Regions from separate parts of the Hordeum vulgare genome. Here region 2 is linked to region 1. Evidence: chromatin contacts called from public Hi-C data. All regions are on one chromosome and are shown on one strand. The core of a region is the stretch at or near the end of the contact, and the rest is flanking DNA. Distances in the headings are between cores, read along the strand shown. Region 1 holds the start of LOC123444550 (cytokinin dehydrogenase 5). Region 2 has its middle 42 kb from the start of LOC123440322.

Evidence for each region. Hi-C and Micro-C count contacts between places; a contact is called where the count stands out from the background.
Region 2: a contact with region 1 is called in a Hi-C map of leaf, with 4 times the contacts expected there. The contact joins the enhancer-like site here to the promoter of LOC123444550 in region 1. A contact is called at or near these places in 4 of 6 Hi-C or Micro-C datasets (leaf and seedling).

What each region holds. Positions count from the first base shown.
Region 1 is chr3H:507,798,645-507,803,592 of MorexV3_pseudomolecules_assembly, forward strand. It overlaps LOC123444550 (cytokinin dehydrogenase 5), which reads right to left and starts at 2,211. Exons shown (of 5, transcript XM_045121314.1): 1 at 1,489-2,211; 2 at 1,246-1,373; 3 at 11-283. The coding sequence starts at 2,095.
Region 2 is chr3H:508,005,732-508,010,679 of MorexV3_pseudomolecules_assembly, forward strand. No RefSeq gene overlaps it. Among protein-coding and RNA genes, the nearest start is that of LOC123440322, 42 kb to the right of the region's middle. Within about 2 kb of position 2,255, at least 3 of the 3 cell types and tissues checked have open chromatin away from gene starts, as enhancers often do. A contact at or near this core is called in leaf and seedling, where this site is marked.

The DNA of each region.
Region 1 (4,948 bases), core at 961-3,460:
ACGGACGGACCTGATCAACGGTCCCGGCGGTTGAGTCGTGGTCGTAGTTCTTGGTGACCTCGAGGCAGTAGAGCACGCCGGTGTGGTGCTTGAGCGAGCTGAGCTTCACCGGGTTCTGCGGCGAGAAGAAGGAGGACCTCCAGTTGTTGATGAGGCCCTCGGCGGCCACCACGAAGCCCTCCACGTAGTCGAACCGGCGGCCGTGCTGCGACTGCGAGATGAGCCGCTCCTGGTCCGCCGTGAACTCGGTGAAGTTGGAGTAGAGCGCCCGGATCCAGCGAACCTGTACGTACCACCGTGCGCATGCATGGTTAGAAAATTGATCAGCTTAGATCACACAGTTTGGTTTTATTATCATGGATTAGTCAGCAGGTTAAGCTGCGGGGGAAGAAGAGAAGAGGATCTTGCGAAAGATCGTGTGAGCTAAACAAAAACACGTAGGAGAAGACCCACCAAATTGGTCAGCAGGGCAAGTTGGTCGATCGACCGATGGATGCCAACCAACCTGGGCGGCTGGACCACCTGATCGACCAGACGCACAGCCTAGTATTTTAATTTGGACCAAGACTTTTTCCTGGTGGACTTTTTCTCCTTAACGCTAATAAGTAATAACACAACCAAAAGACTGCTGAGTGCTGGTACAAAAACTGTTTGTTGACGCGAAAGCATTTGATTAGCGTACGTGTCATCCGCTGAAAGAAATAGCATACGTGTCATCTCATCCGCTGAAAGAAAGAAATCAGCATACGTGTCGTACAGAGAAGAGCGGCCCGGGATCTTTCGTGAAGAAAAGAAGAAGGAGAAAAATAGTGACTCGGAATCGACGGATCGGGCGGCTATAATTAGCAAGCACGTTCGGTTGGGCCTCTTATCGGTATCTTTATCGGTTGGTTGATTATTAACGTACGTGCGGTAATTCCGTCTGTACCTAACAATGGAAGAAATGGATGTCGCGCGCCCGGCGCGCTTGCCACTTGCACGGCTGGCCTTGAGCTCCTCCGCCTTGTCACGCGGGAGCGAGGTCCAAAGGGAGATAAGGCGCACGAGATATTCCTTCGTCTTGCAGGAGAGACCACCGCCGCGGCAGGTGACCGGGTTAACGGACCAACGGATTAAACAAAGAACGGCGAGCAGGAGTGTGACGGACGGGCATAAAGAAAGAACTGATGCGTGCGTATGGACCGGGGAGGTGAGGGCGATGGATGCATAGAGCGCCGGCATGGGTGGTGGCGGTGGTGGTGCTACCTTGCGGGGAGCAGGCTCGAGGGCGATGCGAGCGCGGGTGATGATCCCCAGCTGCCCCAGCCCGCCCAGCGCGCCGAAGAAGAGCTCCGGGTTCTTCGCCTCCGAGCAGGTCACCGCCTCTCCCTTCCCTGCAAAGCAGATCAGTAGACACCGATGAGGATGAGAATGCCGTCCCGAGGTCGAGGATGAGAAGCGGTGGCTGGTTATTGATTAACTCGTCTGATGTATGCATGTCGTACGTACCGGTTACGACGTCGAGCTCGTAGACATTACTGATCTGGGGCCCGTGGTGGAACGCCTGCCCGCTGATGCCGGCGTTGGAGAGGGTGCCGCCCACGGACAGGTAGAGGTAGTCGGTCCACGACCGCGGCGCCAGCCCGCCGTGCGACAGCGTCCAGTTGAGCACGTCGATCCACAGCTCGCCGCCCCACACGTCCACGTAGTGCCCGCCCAGCTCCGGCGAGTACACCGGCAATGCGCGCGCCTGCGGCTGCGACTTGCCCCCGCGGCTCATGGCCACGACCACGCCGCCGGGCACCTGCGCCTGCCCGCTGATGGAATGCCCGTGGCCGCGCGCCGACACGCGGATGTCGCGGGCCGACCCGTACGCCGCCCGGACCAGCGCCGCGACGTCGCCGGCCCCGCTCGGGTGGTACACCGCCAAGGGCTCGCCCCGGGTGAACCCGCCGAAGTCGCGGGACGCCTCCAGGACGTCGGCCGGGTCGGTGCTGAGGCGGCCGCTGCCCACGTCGCCGCCGAGCTGCAGCAGCTCCGCCGGCTCCAGCGGCAGGCCAACCGTCGAGATGAGGCAGTATATCTGGAACACCATGAAAACCAAGCACCGCGCCATTGCCAGCCACACTTTGTATGTATCCTCTGTCTCTAGCTAGCGGAGGATGGAGGGGAGGCGGGAGGAAGAAGGAAGGAGAGAGAGAGAGAGAGAGGTGTCTGTGTGTGTGAGGCGTTGGGGTGTGAGGATGGGGCGGTATTTATAGTGAGATGGGAGGAGCGAGAAAGGTGAGAAATGGAGGAGACCGAGGAGGATAGGAGAGAGACTCCAACATGGCTTGCCGCGGGAACAGAGCACCACCGCTGGGGCCGCCCAAGAATAAACTAGTAAAACTAATCCGGAGGCGCGTCACACGACTCATGCACTCGCCGGCCGCCCGCCCGCCCGCCTCTTAATTTCCCTGTCAGAATTAGTGGATCGTGTGGCCGCCCAAAGATTCATCGAATTTCAGCTCCTCAGCTGGCCATTTGCGGCACAAACTCAGCTCTCCTCTCCTCTCCTCTCCTCTACTACGTACTGCCGCCCTACTCAATGAATGCGGAGACCTCTCTGGTCTCTGCTCCTCGCTGGCTTTGTTGATCCAAATTCTACTGCCACGGGGAAAAGTGGCCCGGATTTCATCCTGCGTGCGTGCCATGTGCGCGGTGAGCTTTGGAGTGGAATTCTTAAAAGCAGCAGCTACTACTACTAGCACCGCGTAGCTGGAAGAAGCAGGGCCAATCTGTGGAAGCTTTGGGGGTGCAGATGGAGGGAGGAGAGGATCAACACCGAACCAAAAGAAAGACGATCCCCTTCCTTCCGTATCTTGGCCGACTTTTGAGGGTGCACTCTCAATCTCATCGATCGCCGCTCGACGCATATGCATGCAGCACAGCAGATGGCGAGAATCTACACCAGCACCATTCCAAATTCCCAATCAACACTACACCCCGCCTAAAGTACACCACACCAGCTTTCTGATCCGGCATTTACCAAAGTACGTGCTGCCCAAATCTTCAGATATTAAAACGCGCGCGGGAAAGCGTGCTCGTGGTGCTGTGGCGAACAGATGTCCTCTAGATATCGGTGCCAGTGTTGGCTGTGAGATCAAAGGCGTATATGCACACCTCGGGTACGGTACTACTGTTCTTCCACGCTGGGTTTGCCTTTGGGTCCGCTGCGTAGGCTGCCTAGCCAGCTAGGCAGTAGTGCCCTACGGCAGAAAAATAAAACGAAAATGGTTAAAGCGTCGACGCGCGCTCTCCCACGTGACTGATTGCGCAGGATCGCGCGAAGATACGCTGATTTCCTTTTGCTTTCTGCTCCGTATCCGCCACGAAATTCGGCGGCCATGGGTTTCCCAGAGCGCGAGGACAGGTTTTCGTCGCTTTTGGATCGAGGCGAGGAGCAAAACGCCGTGGTAGTCTAGTCCCGCCGTCCTATTCATACTAGCCCCCAGTCCGTGGAACGTCGACGACCCACGAGGACATGCGTAAGGCCAACTCCAACCCAGGACCCTTTTTTTTCTAAACGAAGGTAAAAGATTTACCTCATTCATTAAGTAAATAGCGAATAGAGTTTTACAGCTGGCTATAAGCATTTTCATTCATTAATAGTATAGCCAACTGCTGGCTATAAGCAGTCTTATAGCCCACCTTATAGCTAGCTTGTACAATAGTTAGCTATAAAAAGTACTACTTTTATCATATATGGCCCACGTTTCATTCTCACAAAGCACCTAGGAGCACGTGCTAGAGCTGGCTCTTCATGAAGAGCCCGCTTCCCTTCTCTCTCATCTTCTCTCTCATCCAACTCAGCAGAAATATAGTATTTTAATCCTTACAGCCTGCTAACTGTATCTTATTGTACTTGGTATAAGTAAATAGACAATAGAGTTTTACAGCTGCTACAATAATTGTGGCATGACAATCATTCGCGATCGACTATAAATCTTAATTTCTTAGCATCCGCAGTCATCCAAAGATTAGACTCGTCGACAACGTTTTTGAGGACTCGTGGTGGCATGCTCTTGTGTTGGAACATCCGTGCGTTTTTTTTATTCCAGATTGTCTAGGAGACGAGCATGGTTAGGGAGGCCATAGCCTTTCTATAGGGATTTGACATGTTAGTTCTTTTGGAAACAATTTGCTATCCATGATGATAGCTACACACGGTCCAAATTTTTATCACTAATTATTTTAATAAATTATTTTAGACTATGAAAAATAATTCTATAGCGAATATATCGTGACTTTGGACCAGTTAAGCAAGTAAATTGACAATTATGCTAAAAAATGGCAAGCAAAAATGATGAGAGAAATGAGAAAAGTCATTTCTACACAATGAAAAGGCACTTGTGTTAAAAAGATGAATACAAAATACAAAGAAAAGTGAGAAAATGTCATTTCTATACAATAAACATGCACTTGTGTCAATGTCATTGAAACCCGATAGGTCATATATTAAAAAAGACACTTATGCGAGAGGGTGTGTAGTTATCCCATCATTCTAGGACGGATTCTTCATGGTGCGAGTGAGTAGTGTCCATGTGCGCTAGCCCAAACTTTTGAATAACCAACCGCCAGAGCCGAATAGTGAAGTGGCACTTGACAAAAAGGTAAATGCTCGTCTCTTGCTCCCGCTTGCAAAGTGGACAGAGTCCATAGTTCAACCATCGACGTTTCTTCAAACGGTCAACGGTCCAAATATGGTTTTGCAATGCCAACCATGCAAAGAATTAGACCCTTGGCGGTGCCCAAGCTCTACAGACCATGGTATCCATGGGTGAGAGAGTCAGCCCAAGCTCTCCAGACCATGGTATCCATGGGCGAGGACATGTTTTCGTCGCTTTTGGATCGAGGAGCATGTGCGGGAGCAAAATGTTGTGGCAGTCTAGTCCCTCCGTCCTATTCCTACTAGCCCAGCCCGTGGAAT
Region 2 (4,948 bases), core at 1,005-3,504, 210 kb after region 1:
ACTATTTTGGTCGTTCCTTCGTTTGCCGACTGTTTCGACTGATTCCTTCATCTCTTTGATAGTTTCGTTCGCTCGTTCATTCAATGTCTACTTGAATATGGTTTTTTCGTGCGAAATGACCCTGAATGTGAGTAGTGAGGCATTCTATTGCCTGGAATGGCCGTGAGAATTAAAAACCATGAAACTCATCTACTTGATAATATGAAGAAATTGAGTTCAACAGATTTGACTTAAGCTTTTTATTGACACTATATGATGGAAAGATAATATCTTCTCTGGATTGACAGATTTATAGCATATTTTACCTTTTAACAGTACAACGTGTTTGTTTGGAAGGACATTTTATTTGAATGACCGAAAACCATGTAGAATAGAATTAAAATTATTTACAAAAAACTTTCCCTACTATCAAAGTTAGTCAAAGAAATTGCAAAAAACAAAAATGTTTGTGAATTAATTTATTTTACGGATTTTCAAGAAAAGTTCACGATTTTTTTAAAAAAGTTCATCAATTTTTCAAAAAAAATCACCAAATTATTAAAAGAATTCATGGAATTTTGAAACAAGTTCACCGAGTTTCATTGGATTTGAAAAAAGATCATTGGTGTCAAAAAAGTTCATAGGATATGAAAAAAATTAATCAAACTTGAAACAAGTTCATTGGATTTGAAAAAGGGTTCATCGATTTTGAAAAATAGTTCATCCATTTTAAAATATTTTATCGGATTTAAAAAAAACTTCACGGATTTTCACAAAAAGTTCATCGAATTTTAAAAATGTTCATCAATTTTTTTCAAAAAAGTTCATGGATTTTGACTAAAAGTTCACAAAATTTCAAAAAAGGTAATCAATTTTTAAAATATCTTGGATTTTGACAACAAGTTCATCGAATTTGAAAAATGTCCATCATATTTTTTAAAGAATTTTCAATGGATTTGGAAAAAGTTAACAGAATTTGAAATAGTAAAACAATAAAAAAAATAAAGGGCATTATACATAGATATACTAGGATGGAAGTAATTTTTCAGTAATTGTGAATTGTCCATTTGGTTATTGCAGTTGGAACTCTCATTGACAAGTGAGCAGGTCCTTGGTTTGATCTCTAGCGGCCACATCTTATTTTTTTCTATTTTTAAACAAAAAGAAAAAGGCAGATTGTTCAGCCGCCCCGTTTGCAAAAGAGGGGCTGCGCTCTAGGCGCCGGTTTGCAAAAAAAAAAAAACTAAAACCTGGGCCTGTGGTGGTAAATAGGGTCTGACTCCTATGAGGGAAACCTTATTTGACGCTCTTTGCCTCAAATAGGCGGGGAAACGCACAGGAGCTGCAATCGAGCGACTGGGTTTGGGCAGGCACATTAGCACTTTTACCGATCCCGGTTTTGAAACCTTCTAGAGGTTTCTAGCCGGGTTTTTCGGTTTTCGTAACTTTCTAGAACAGTTTTTCCTTTTTTTGTATTATTTTTTCTTTATTGTTTGCTTCTTTTTTTCTGTTTCTATTTCAAAAAAATCTGGATTTTCAAAAAATATTCTGGAATTTGAAAATTGTTCCGGAATATGAAAAAATAGTCCAGAATTTGAAAAATGTTCCAGAAGTTGAAAAAAACATTCTTGAATTTCAGAAAATGTGCCCAGATTTATAAAATATTCCAGAATATGGAAAAATGTTCCAGAATTTTTATAAAAATGTTTCATATTTTTATATAAATGTTCCAGAATTTCCAAAAATGTGCTGAAATTTTTAGAAAATGTTCCAGATTTTGAAACAATGTTTTAAAAATTTTATAAAAGTTTTTCGGATTTAAAAAAAATGTTTCGGAATTTGAAAATTTGTTCCGGGATTTGAAAAATATTCCATAAATTGGGAAAATGTCTACAAATGTTCGTACTTCTGAAAAATGTTCACCCTTTCAAAACAATGTTTCCTATTTTCAAAAAATATTAATGAGTTCGAAAAAATGTCTGTAGAAGTTAAAAAGTGTTCAATTGTTTTTCTAAAAAAGCTTCTTATATTTGAAAAAACCATTATGTTTTCATAAAAAAAATAATTTTTAAATGAAGTCGAAATTTTAAAAAGGTTCGTCTTTTACAAAATGTAGTAGCTACAATACCATTTGCTCCTTTGTATTTCTTTTTTTTACTGTATTTTCCATCTGTCGCTACCTGTAACTCGCTACTAGGGCGGCCCTGGTCTGACTCGCCCTGTGCGTTTCCTCGGCAGTTGGACGCAGAATGTATCGCATAGGAGCTCCCTCTTATGGGAGCTCCTACCTGCCGTCGGGTAGGTTTTCACTCGCACGCACAGGGTGCAACTCAGCTGGGCCGACCCATCTCGTAAAGTGGAAAAATGCGAAAAATATGAGCGCTAAGGCTGGGATTCAAACCCAAAACATTGAGGTGATGCGTGCGCAGTACTAGCCACTCTGTCCGATAAGCTCATGGTGTAAGTATGCAACACGGCTATTAAAGAAACCAACAAAAGCAATAAAATCTAAACGTGTAGAAAAAACCCTAAAAAATATCCACAATAACACCTAGGAATTTGCAAATCCACTAGCAGCCTGGTCCATAAGAACAATATTCGTGTTTTTGGAATTTATGAACAAAATTCCAAATTTGTGAACAAATTTCTTAAAAACAGAAACACTTTTAATCAATAGGCTTTTTTGGAAAACGTGAATAATTTAAGAAATTCTTCAAAGATTTTTTGAATCTGAAAATAAAATAGAAACCGCGAACGTTTTTTGAATTAAGAACAAATTTGGAAATATGAACAAATTTGAAATTTGTGAACAAAATTATAAAATTATGAATATATTTTTCGACTTTTGAAAAACATTTGAAACCGTGAACATTTTTTGAAATGTAAACAAATTTTGAAACATGAACAAAATTATAAAATTGTGATTTTTTTGAAACCGTAAACACTTTTTGAATTGTGAACTAATTTTGAAACATGAGTATATTAAAAATTCCTGAAAACAATTATAAAATTGTGACATTTTTTGAATTGAGAACAAATTTTGAAACCGTAAACATATTTCGTATTCTGAAGGAATTATGAAACATGAAGAAATTTCAAATTCCTAAAAAAATTATCAAATTGTGAACATTTTTCAAATATGTGAAGAAATACTGAAACCGTGAACACTTTTCGAATTATGGACAAATTTTAAAAACATAAACGAAATTTCAATTCGTGAATCAAATTATCAAATTGCTAACATTTTGCGAATTGTGACCAACAATTTAAACATGAAAAAATTTCAAATTCATACAAAATAATAAAATTATTAACAATTTTTGAATTGTGAATAAATTTTGAAACCGCGAAGATTTTTTGAATTGTGAACAAATTTTGAAACATAAAAAATTTCCAATTCCTGAAAAATAATAAAATTGTGAGCAAATTTTGAGACCGCGAAGATTTTTTTGAATTGTGAAAAAGTTCTGAAACCATGAATATTTTTAAAATTGTGAACAAATTTTAAATATTTTTCAAATTGTGAACAATTTTTGAATATTGTTAAAAAATGAATAAATTTTGAAACTGTGAACATTTGTTAAAAAATAAACTTGACAAAATTAAAATATATAAAAATAGAAATAAATGTAAATAAAAAATAATACAAACAGGAGAGATTTAAAAAAAACAGTTCGGAAAATATTCTAGATTTTTCGAAAACTATAAAAAACCATATGGAAATCGGGTTCCCAAAACCGGGGGCGTTGGAAGTTTAAACGGATCGATCTATTGAGTCGCTGCTCGGTTGTTCACTTGTGCGAAAGTTCGACAATTTGATGCATTGAGCAGTAAATTGGGTATTCCCGCCCTATGTCTCGCAAAAATGAGCACAGGGGCCGCGCGTTGGTGGGAGCCCAACCGCGCGGGAGTCCTTCTTTTTTCCCTTTTCCGTTCTTGTTTTTACTTTCTTTTTTACATTTTTATACTTTAAACTATTGCAGATGTATGTACTAAAAAATACTTTTCAAAAATAAATATGAAAAATGATGAAAACTATTTAAAAATTGTTGAATAAGTATTTGTAATTTTTTGAATAAGTATTTGAACGTTTTGAATAATATTAAAACTTTTGAACAATTGTTTGCCAAAATGTTAAATAAGTGTTAGCTATTGCTCAACGAATATTCAAAAAATGTTGAACACACATTTGAAAATGCTGAATAATTATTCAAATACTGAACACATATTTTCAAATGTTGAGTAAGTATTAAAAAATGTTGAATGTGTACTTTAAAATGTTGAACAAGTATTTGAAAAGTGTTGAATAAGTACCAAAATGTGCAACAACTATTTGAAAAATGTTGAATAAGTGTTCGAACAATGTTGAACTTGTATTGAAAAATGTTAATCAGTTACCAAAAAATAGTTTTTGACAGATACGAAAATGTGGAGTGAAAACAAAAACAGACATGAAAAATAAAAAATAGAGAAGAAAAAAAAACGAAACGAAAAATGGAGAAAAAACAAAATGCAAAATACCAAAGGCAATGAAACAAAAATGTAAGAAAGAATAAAAAAAGTGGAGTAAAATATCAAAGAAACTAAAGGGAAAACAGAAGAAAAAAATGACTCGAGAAGGCCTCAAGTAGGGTGTGCACGAATCCGTTTACATGAAATCTACATTAGTATAGTGGCTAGGAACACTCCGCAACAACGTTGGGACCAATGATCAATACGTGGTGTCGAGGTACGACAATCTATGGGATGAGTGAGGCCCCTTTGCGGTTCAACTATGCTGATCTACACGCATAAAGAGCAACACTACTCAATGCTCAGCTAGGGTTTACCATAGTAGTTATGGACCTCCTTTTATAGGTAAAAGGGGTTACCATAGTGCCTAAAATGGTAAATACACAAGGGAGAATAGTGAATGTTACAATGCTCAAACTATTAACATTCTACAGCAGAAACTACCTAACCCTAACGG